2 separate regions of the Cricetulus griseus genome follow, and region 1 is linked to region 2. Evidence: chromatin contacts called from public Hi-C data. All regions are on one chromosome and are shown on one strand. Each heading gives the region's core, a stretch centred on a gene start, on an enhancer-like site or on the middle of the called end of the contact. The rest is flanking DNA. Distances are from core to core; before and after follow the strand shown. Region 1 holds the start of Galnt2 (polypeptide N-acetylgalactosaminyltransferase 2). Region 2 has its middle 37 kb from the start of Urb2.

Region 1 (4,701 bases), core at 1,504-4,003, 180 kb after region 2:
TGGTTATCACACATCATTTTCCCAAGGTGTATGGAAGTCACTTTTCATGTATAGTGTTGCATTTCCATTATTCCTGGAGTATTTTCCAGACAATAGTTGTTGAAAAATATCTATTAAAATGGGAAGTACTGTTGGGTGGTGATGATGCTGGGCTCAACCCCGGAGCCTTGCTCATGGTAGGTAAGAACTTACCCCTGAGTTACAGGCCAGCAGAGATGAACTTTTATGGAGGGAGGGTTTCAATACAGAGTTTCTCTGTGTAGCCCTGGGATGTCCTGGAACTCCCTTTGTAGATCAGGCTGGCCTTGAACTTAGAGATCTGCTTGCCTCTGCCTCCCAAGTGCTGGCATTAAAGGCATTAAAACTGAGAGATTAACATTTTAATATTGACTTTGTTTTACTTTTGAAGTTTTCTCATTAGGGATTTCAATTCAACCTACTTTTGCTCCTCTCTCTTGGCTTCCAACAACTTCCATCTGAACCTTTGTACTTCTTTATCTTATTTCCAATCCCCTCCCTTTCTTCTCTCCCTCTTCCTTCCTTTTGTCTTCTCCATTTTTTCTTTTTTACTTTTTTTTTGCATGGGAATGTCTGTGTGGTGTACATATGTGTATATGCATGTGTGTATATGCATGTGTGTGTATGTATGTAGTATACATGTGTGAAGGCCAGAGCTTACATGTTCCTGCTTGGTGGGTACATGTGTATACATGTAAACATGTGTGTGTGGAGGCTGTTCGTTGATCTATGGTGTGGTCCTTGATAGCTCTCCACCTTATATACTGAGACAAGTTCTCCCACTTACGCCCTCAACTTGCTGATTCTCTGCTTAGCTAGCTAGCCAGCTTGCCCTAGAGACTTTCTCCCTCTACCTCCATGCCCTGTGTTACAGGCAGGCCACCAAGCCTACCCAGCTTTTAGGTGGGCTCCTGGGATCCAAACTGCTGGTTCTCACGATTGCATGACAAGTGCTTTAACTGCTGAGCCATCTCTCCACCCCTTCCCCTTTCACTTTGTAGCCCAGGCTAGTCTTAATAGCAATCCTCCTGGCTCAGCCTCCTGAGTGCTGAGAGTACATACAGGTAAACACATCCACCACTGGTCAGTGTGTGTGTGGGGTATCATTTGAAACATTAAGATTCCTTTTCAACAATCAGAAATATGATTAATTTTCTGTTTTCTTTTTGCAGTGACATTTTTTTTTCTGTCTTTCAGCTTTTCAGTTAGGAAGCATTTGGGGCCAGGCTTCCAGGTGAGAGCTTTCTCTTCTGTCTTCCACTGAGGTGCAATCATAAGCAGATGATGCCCGTGCTGGGGGGCGGGGGGCTGCTCTTCTTTCCTTTTATTCCTCAGGGTTTGTCATGTTTCCTCCTCAATTCCTTCATTCCCTTCGCCACAGTTGTTCCCACTTATCTGACTTTTCCCAAGACTCTGGGCTTTTTCAAGCCTGTTATCTATTGTTCAGTGTTTGCAGAACTCTTCCCTGGTCATTACAGTGTTCAGAGTCTCATTCTTGGAATTGGACTTCTCTTTATGGTGATGACAAGCCTGTCTTCCTTAAGGTCTTGGCAGTAGTGAAGGACATCTGCTGGAACGGGGTGTCTGCTGGAATGGGGTATCTATTGGAATAGGGTGTCTGCTGGAACAGGGTGTCTGCTGAAACGGGGTGACTGCTGGAACAGGGTGTCTGCTTGAGCGGGGTATCTGTTGGAATAGGGTGTCTGTTGGAATAGGGTGTCTAGGGTGTCTGCTGGAATGGGGTATCTGCTGGAATGGGGTATCTATTGGAATTGAGTGGCTCTTCCTCCTCATTTCCAAGAAGTTTGGAGTTCAGGAAAGGCTCAAAATCCTAGTAGCAAAGGCTTGCTTGTGCCTTTGGTTTGTTCAGGCTTGGGTAGACTACCTCTCAGGCAGTCAGTCCCTGCCTCCTGAAGTCTGTGCAGATCTCAGAAATAGTTGCAGTCTCTCAAGTACTGGAAAATCTTTTTCAGACACAGGGACTTACAGAGTCACAAGGGCATGGCCAAGGTTACAGTCACCAGAGAGCTGCTGTCAGAGAACTGGCTGTCTGGTCTATTAAGTGGATTACTTTGCTCAACTTATTCCTTCAAGAAAGCAACCAACAAAAAATAAAAGATTTAAAAACATAAATTGCCATCATTCTCCCCTCATTTTCATGTTTATTTAAAACTACTGCTATTTTGTTCTTAAGAGCAGGTGGGCTCTTCACAAGCAAGTTTCTTGAAATCTACCTTCCCTGTCTTAGTCTTGTTCGAACTTCAGGGTGGTGCAGGCCTGTCATCCCAAGACTCAGGAGTCTGATGCAGGAGGAGTGTTGTGAGCTTGAGGCCAGCTTGGGCTAGATAGTGAGTTCGAGGCCAGTCTGGGTTATAGAAAGAAACCTTGTACTTTAAAAAAAAAAGGAAAAATAAAAAATAAAAACCCAATAACCCAAATAGTAAATGAGACGGACGCCGGGCCGGGGCGACCTCTGCAGACTGGACTAGGACCACTCCAGGTCTTCGGGAACCCGCGTGCAAGCCTTCTGGACCGCCACCTGCCACTCCCCGGGACGCGCGGTGGGCGGGGCTCCGCTGCCATGGAGACGAGGCCCTGCCCACAGCCCCGCCCCTCAGCGTCGATTGGTCGCCCTTTGCTCCCTGACCTCGCCGCCGGGCCGCCGCTTCCTGCCGGGCGCCGAGCGCCGCCCGCCGCCCGCTGCCGCGTCTTCCCGCGCCGCCGCCCCGCGCTCCGCCCGCCGCGCGCTCCGCCCGCGCGCCGCCAGCTGCCCGGCGGCCGCCCAGTGCGAGGATGCGGCGGCGCTCGCGGATGCTGCTGTGCTTCGCGCTGCTTTGGGTGCTGGGCATCGCCTACTACATGTACTCGGGGGGCGGCTCCGCTCTGGCCGCGGGCGCGGGCGGCGCCGGCAGGAAGGTGAGTGCCGCGAGGCCTGTGCGCCGACCCGGGCCTGGGAGGCTCCGTGCACGGAGAGTGGTTCCAGGCTCTGGGCAGGAGCCGCGGGGACCCTGGCCCTCACGCGCGAGTCAAGTTTCCTAAGGGCCCTCAGGCCAGGAGTGCGAGCCCTGGCCCTGCTCCGCTTACCAGGGACTCTGGGTACAGCGACTTGCCTCCTGCACGGGGGGCGCGAGCACCCGAGCCACTTAACGCCCTGCGCAAGGATCTTGGGGACTGTTGTCTCTATGGATCCACTGCGCTCTACTCCCTGTGCCGGGATCGTAGGGACCACACTGCCTGCCCCCTGCTTCGCTCTCCGTCCAGCACGCTCCAGGACCCTCATTCCCAGTTCCGGGATCTTGGTGATCGTTGTCACCCGAGACCCTGTGCTCCCTGAGCCACACTCCACCCGCACTCGAATCCCGACCCTGGACGTCCTGCTCCGGGATCATGGGGATCTCGGTCCCACCAGAACCTCTGTGCTCGAGCGATCAGAGGAGTCATCCCACCCGATGCCCCTCACCCTGCACCCAGAGGGAGTGAGGATGGACTGCGGTCCTGCCAGACCTTTTCTCCTACTTGCTACACTGCCCACCTCGGCTCTTGGCCCCTCACGGCGGCGGGAACTGCCTAGCCTCTTGCACTTGAATTTCCTAACCCCAAGTCCCTGTCCTCCGTGTGTGTTTCTGATGGATTCTGCGCTGAGGGCTGAGTGGTGAGGCTGTGGGGACCACGGGTCGCTTAGAGCTTATAGGTCCTGATTTGGCAGTCATCTCGGCTTGGTACCGGCCAGACACAGAGCGTGAGATCCTTGCCGGTGTGTTGGTTCTGTCTGCTCTGGGCATCAGGGGCTTGTGTTTTACTAGCTAATGAGCTTCAAAGCATAGTTATCTTTTCCAAAGCCCTGTAATCCTCCTTGCTTGATGTTGAATGACACACCACCACCGGAAAAGACGGGATGGAATAGACCATGGCTACGGGAGATAGGGGATAGGGTGTTGAGTAGGAAGGACTGTCACTGAGCCGACTTTACCCCTAGTCAGACCCTGAATGTCAAGGGCACTTGGCTGACTCCCTTTTCCTTCTGGCATCTTCAAGTTATTCCCAGCTGCAGGTGTAGAGGGAGGGACATGGCAGTATGTTATTCGGCTCTTGGAGGATTTTGTGATTTCGTTTTTATTTTTTGCAGTAACGAAAGTGAAACACTGTTTCTCTGTGTTTGGCTTGTGTCAGCTCTGCTTTCTGAATGGTTTGTGTGTTGCAAGCCCTTGTTAGTTTTTAAGTCTAGTACGTGTAGCTGGTGGCAGCAGCCTTTTTTTTTTTTTAAGAATGACAGTGGCTCTGAGCAGGTGTGGTTTGTACCAACTTTGCTTCCCCAGTAGATGCCTCCCCCACCTTGGGAATAGCCTGGCTGCTGACAGTGCTTTTTCCTATGCACACAAAACAAAGCAAACTGACAAAGGTTTAGATCAGCACAGGTATGTAGAAAGGCACCTGTGGCATTCGCCTTTTAGGGGTTATTGCCCTACCTCTAGGGGCTTCAGTGGGCAGACAAAGTGGTCCTCTGGATGCCTCTGAGGCATATGCTTTAGGTTTGAAGAAAGCCCAAGACCTCTTTGTGATCTGATGGAGACCATGCAGAAAAAAAGTGGGGGAAATAAACAGTTATACATGGATTGAGGACCTGGGATTCTGTTTTGTCAGTGAGCCATAAAATGTAATCCTGGCTGGAAATACCGTGGTTTA
Region 2 (4,938 bases), core at 407-2,906:
CATCTTCTAAATATTCTTCCTCTCTGTCTTTATTTTACCTTCCCTTGTAGGGGACACGGTAACCACGGCTGCTAGGGGCTGGCTACAGGTATGCCTGACCATGCCTGCAAGGATGTGGTCAGGGTGACTAGGGAAGGTTTAAGAGTGAGGGGCACACACATGGAAGCCTTTTCTTCCTTTTCATCTTTGGCTTGCTGTACTTACTCCTGCCCTGCCAGCTGGCTAGGTCACTCTGTAAGTAAGGCATCTCCTAATAAATACCCTTATATTCTTCCTGACTCTGTATTGGTAATTCTCCCATTATTCCCTATCTTTCCTGTACAATCTGTATCTAGTAAGCAGTATGCAGTTTCAAAAGATGTAATTTCTATCATCCTAATCATTTTGTCTGAGTCAGTTGGTCATTTCTACTCTGTAATGAGTCTTTCTCTGTCCTGCCAGCCAGCTCCCAAATAATGACATGGAGACTTATTATTAATTATGAGAGTTCAGCTTATGGCTTAGGCTTGTCCCACTAGATATTATAACTTAACCCATTTCAATTCATCGCATAACTTGTGGCTATTACCTCTCCTCCTGCATGTCTGTTCCCTCTGTCAGGCTTGCGGTGCTGCCTTCTTTCCAGAGTTCTCTCTCTGCTCTGAAGTCCTGCCTATATCTCTTCCTGCCAACCTATTGGCCATTCATCTCTTTATTAAACCAACCACAGTGACACATCTTCACACATGTATGAAGGAATATTCCACTATACCACTCTCCTACTTCTCTCTGTGTATCAGACTTCAACTCCCTGCCACTTCTGCCTGTGGTAATTTTACCCATTCCCAGCTTGCCCTTTTTGTTTTCTGTGGGCTTTTTTTTTTTTTTTTTAAACCTCAGGGTCTATGCTGGGGACCCTGCCACTCTGGCCCTTCATCCCAGAATTGCTACTTCTGGTCTCCTGCCATCAGGCACTAACAGAAATCTTGCACTTGAACCTCTTCATTTGAAGTCCCTTAGCTTCCATTGTTCAAGGAGCCTACCCTTGGCTTACCCTTTGTCCTTCAGTTTCATGTATCTTGTTCCTTACTGCCATGTCCACATGGTGCTCATTAGCATCCCCAGTTCAACGCCTTTTGTTATTGTTACTTTATTGAGATATGAGTCCCCTAATATTCTTCCTTGGTGGTAAGGCCTCAGTGATGGATTTTCTTCAAATCCTGCTTTCCCCTTCACTGGTCCAGCTACCAGGAGGAACAGCTTCTCTTCTGAGGAAGAATCACCCATGAGGCAGCATAACTTCGGTTATGGTTTTATGGTGAAGTTATGGTTAATTGCAGCATAAATGCTAAGAGAAGGCAACAAGTGTGTAAAATGCCCTGTAGTGAATAAGCTGGTGAGAGTGGGAAATGGTTTCATTATAAAGGAAGACCTAGGGGCTGTTCGTCAAAAACTGACATTGGCTAAAACTGCAAGACATAAGCTGGCCTTTCTGGAGGTGAAAGCATTGGTGTTTGGGGCTAAAAGCTCTTGGCAATGAAGCCATTGAAGGTCAAGAACCTAGCAAGGAACATCTGGCCTGGTACACCTTGAGGACACAGCACATACAGATGAGAAAGCAGACCTGGCATATAACATGTGCCTGCTATGCCTTCATGTCCTCCTGGAGGGTGTGGCCTGTTTAAGGACTGAATGATTGTGTGGTCTCATGGTATCTGTGGCTGTGGTTCTCTGACTCAACAAGAAGCCTGCAATGGCATTTTTTTCATATCACTTTCCCTTCTATTTATAAATAGATGCACAGAATTTTCTGATTCTAAACCAGCCTGGCCCAGCCCTGTGTCCCTTCTGTGTTCCTACTAGCTCCTTATTTTCACTAAGAACACTTGGTAGAAGTGCCCACCTCTGCTGTGTGCATTCTAACCTTGCCCTTTGTGCATGATCCAGGACCCCAGCCTTGTAGTGGGTCCTCAGTTTTCCTCTCTGGCCTCCTCATGTAAGACCTCCCTGGGTTTCCACTCTGTTCTAAGGTTCCTGCACCATAGGCTTCTTTTCCTCTCCTCACCCCTAAAATTCTGATATTCTCATTCTCTTTTCATCTCTTCCATTGGATCACTAGCCTCCTTTGGGCAAGTTCTCCTCTTAAGCTTTGAATTTCTGCTTCTTGAACAATTTGTCATGTCTTGAGCTGAAAGCCTGGCAGGCGTATGTCATCAGGTCCTCCATTATACATCCCCCACAGTGTTGTCTCATTCTCCCTTAGTCCAGCCCTTATCACTTACAGCCTCCTCTTCTTGCCTCTGGTCATCCATGCCAGTGGCCATTTGTACTTGCAAGGACTCTTTCCCTCTTAAAAGCAAACTGACTCTATGGGCATGGTAGAACACATTTGTCATCCCAGCACTTGGGAGACAGGCAGGAGGAGGTAGAGTTCAAGGCCAACTTGGACTGCTTAGCAAGAAGCTCTCATGGCTTCAACAATATCAACACTCAAGCAAACCAAAGAACCCTAAACCAAAACAGAATCTACATGGGAGAACTTTAGTCTGTCCACTGCTGCCTCAGCTGCCCTGCCCACCATCACTGCCCAAGAAGGACCCTTGTGCTGCCTCATGTAGTCAAATATGTCTTGGGAATCAGTATTGTCTTGATACGGGGCAAAAGGAGTAGCTATGGAGCATAGTACCCAGACAATACCAAAAATATGTGCTGGCACAGAGGCATTGAGACAGTGAGGGTAGGTGGGGCCTCAAATTTGTTCTGTAGCTGAGGATGACCTTTAACTCTTAATCTTCCATCATAGGCCTGTGCCGTCATAGTTTATGTGGTGCTGGAGGTCAAACCCAGGGCTTTATGAAAAGCCTTCTACCACCTGAGCAGCCCCAGCTCTCCTTGGTATTTTTATTGAATGCTCCCTTAAACATTACACAAGAATATGACAGATGAAGTAGTAGAACACATGACATCAGAAGGAAATAATCAGTTAAAATCAGAACTTGGACTATTCTGTGAAACTTCACTGTGCCATGAAAGGAAGAAAAAAAGTGGTAGATAGAATTGTTTCAGACTGAGATATGTATAACCAGCAAGTTTCAATCAGTCTAGACTAGATCCCAGAAGAAAAGCAATCAACCCCCCCCTTCCTCTCCAACCATCACTAAACCAAAAGTCGTAAGAGAGACCTCAAGAGCCATTTCTGTTGAGGACAGGCAAGAGCTGAGTAGTAAAGGGCGGGGGGACATGGCTCTGAGAGGGTTCTGCAGGGAGCTTAAAGCAATCATTACCAGATAATGTCTCACATAGATATGTGCAAGTCTGGCTGCAAAGTGGGATAGTGCTGCTCAAAGACAGGTGGTAATGACTGCAGGTAGCCAGGCTGCTCCATCTTACCCCTTGGGCAGAAGGAAGTGCAGGGTGTAGGGCATTGGGCTCTTGCCTAGCTTAGAGGCTGGGTTTGGTGTGTGTCTCTGGACACTGAATTGTTCTCCAAAGTCAGACGCTGATAGTGGAATCATTGACAAAAGGTCTCAGAGTGTGCCACACTAACCAGTGCTGTTTGTAGTCTTTGCTCCTGGATCACATACCTGGTGTCTTAGTTACTTTTCTATTGCGGTGAAAAGACACCATGATCACAGCAACTCTTAGAAAGGAAAATATTTCATTGGGGCTGGCTTAGTTTCAGAGGTTTAGTCCATTATCATGGCAGGACATGGCGACATGCAGGCAGGCATGATACCAGAAAAGGAGCTGAGAGTTCTACACTTTGATCTACAGGCAGCAGAAAGAAAAATTGTCACACTGGCCAGACTTGAGCTTTTAAGACTTCAAAGCCCACCTCCACAGTGACACACTTCCTCCAACAAGGCCTATTCCAACAAGGTCACACCGAATAGTGCCACTCTCTGTGGGCCAAGAATTCACACATGAGTCTGTGGGGACCACACCTATTCAAACCACCACAATCAAGGCAACTTATAAATCATTTAAGTGAGGACTTGCTTACAGTTTTAGAGGGTTAGAGTCCATGGTCATCATGGCAGGAAGCATGGTGACAGGTAGGTGGGCATGGCACTGGAGCAATAGCTGAGAGCTTGTACCCTGATTGGCAGGCAGGAGGCAGAGCAAGACTGGGCCTGGCATAGGTCTAGTAACATACCTCCTCCAATAAGACCATGCCTTCTTTTCATTGTATCAGGTAGCATTAAGATAAATTTTATTACTCTGTATTTCATTGGTCTTTGTTAATAAACCAAATCCCCCTTTTCAAAAAAAAAAAAAAAAAAAAAAAAAAAAAAAAAAAAAAAAAAAAGACCATGCCTTCTAATTCTTCCTAAGCAGTCCACAAAGTAGGGACCAAGTATTCAGATGTGAGCCTATGGAGTCCATTCTCATTCAAACTGCCATCCCTGAGTTCTGCCCCTAGCTCTAGGCAGTAGGGGTGTTTTAGAGTGACTGAGGAAAGCCTTTTGGGCTCCTGATGTAGAATCACAGTACCCACTGCACCTGAGAGCCTGACTGCCAATGGCAGATGTTTCCTCTTTATGTGCCATCTCTTTCTAACAGCTTGGGTTCTCAGAGCTTTGAAATCACTTTTGCTCTATTTTATTTTTGGAACAGCTGAAAATCAACTGGTAGAAATGGGTTTTGTGCCAGTTCTGGCTTTCCCCCATCCAAATTACACATTTACTGAGAATAGCTATCCCTATAATTTCCATGGAACACAAGATCATTGGTGACAATCAAAAGACTGGGTGCTGTGCACCTTTTGTATTGACAATATAGTTCTGATTTGAAGGTTTCTGGTAAAATTTCATCTTATTTTCACTGTGCTGGACTGGCAAGAGCTCTGTCCATTTTTGCTCTCTCCCTGGCAAACAAATATAAATCAGAGATAAGTCAGAAATGCTGACACAGCCAAGTGTGATTGGAAACTGCTGTGCTCATTGGCTCTGGAAGCTT

What was found. A called contact is a pair of places that touch in the nucleus more often than the background predicts.
Region 1: a Hi-C map of the CHO-K1 cell line shows a contact between it and region 2, with 2.4 times the contacts expected there. The contact joins the promoter of Galnt2 here to the enhancer-like site in region 2. A contact is called at or near these places in 2 of 8 Hi-C or Micro-C datasets (the CHO-K1 cell line and fibroblasts).

What each region holds. Positions count from the first base shown.
Region 1 is chr3:200,923,376-200,928,076 of CriGri-PICRH-1.0, forward strand. Galnt2 (polypeptide N-acetylgalactosaminyltransferase 2) reads left to right here and starts at 2,754. Exons shown (of 16, transcript XM_027404850.2): 1 at 2,754-2,934. The coding sequence starts at 2,812.
Region 2 is chr3:200,739,920-200,744,857 of CriGri-PICRH-1.0, forward strand. No RefSeq gene overlaps it. Among named protein-coding and RNA genes, the nearest start is that of Urb2, 37 kb to the left of the region's middle. Within about 2 kb of position 1,657, at least 1 of the 6 cell types and tissues checked has open chromatin away from gene starts, as enhancers often do. A contact at or near this core is called in the CHO-K1 cell line, where this site is marked.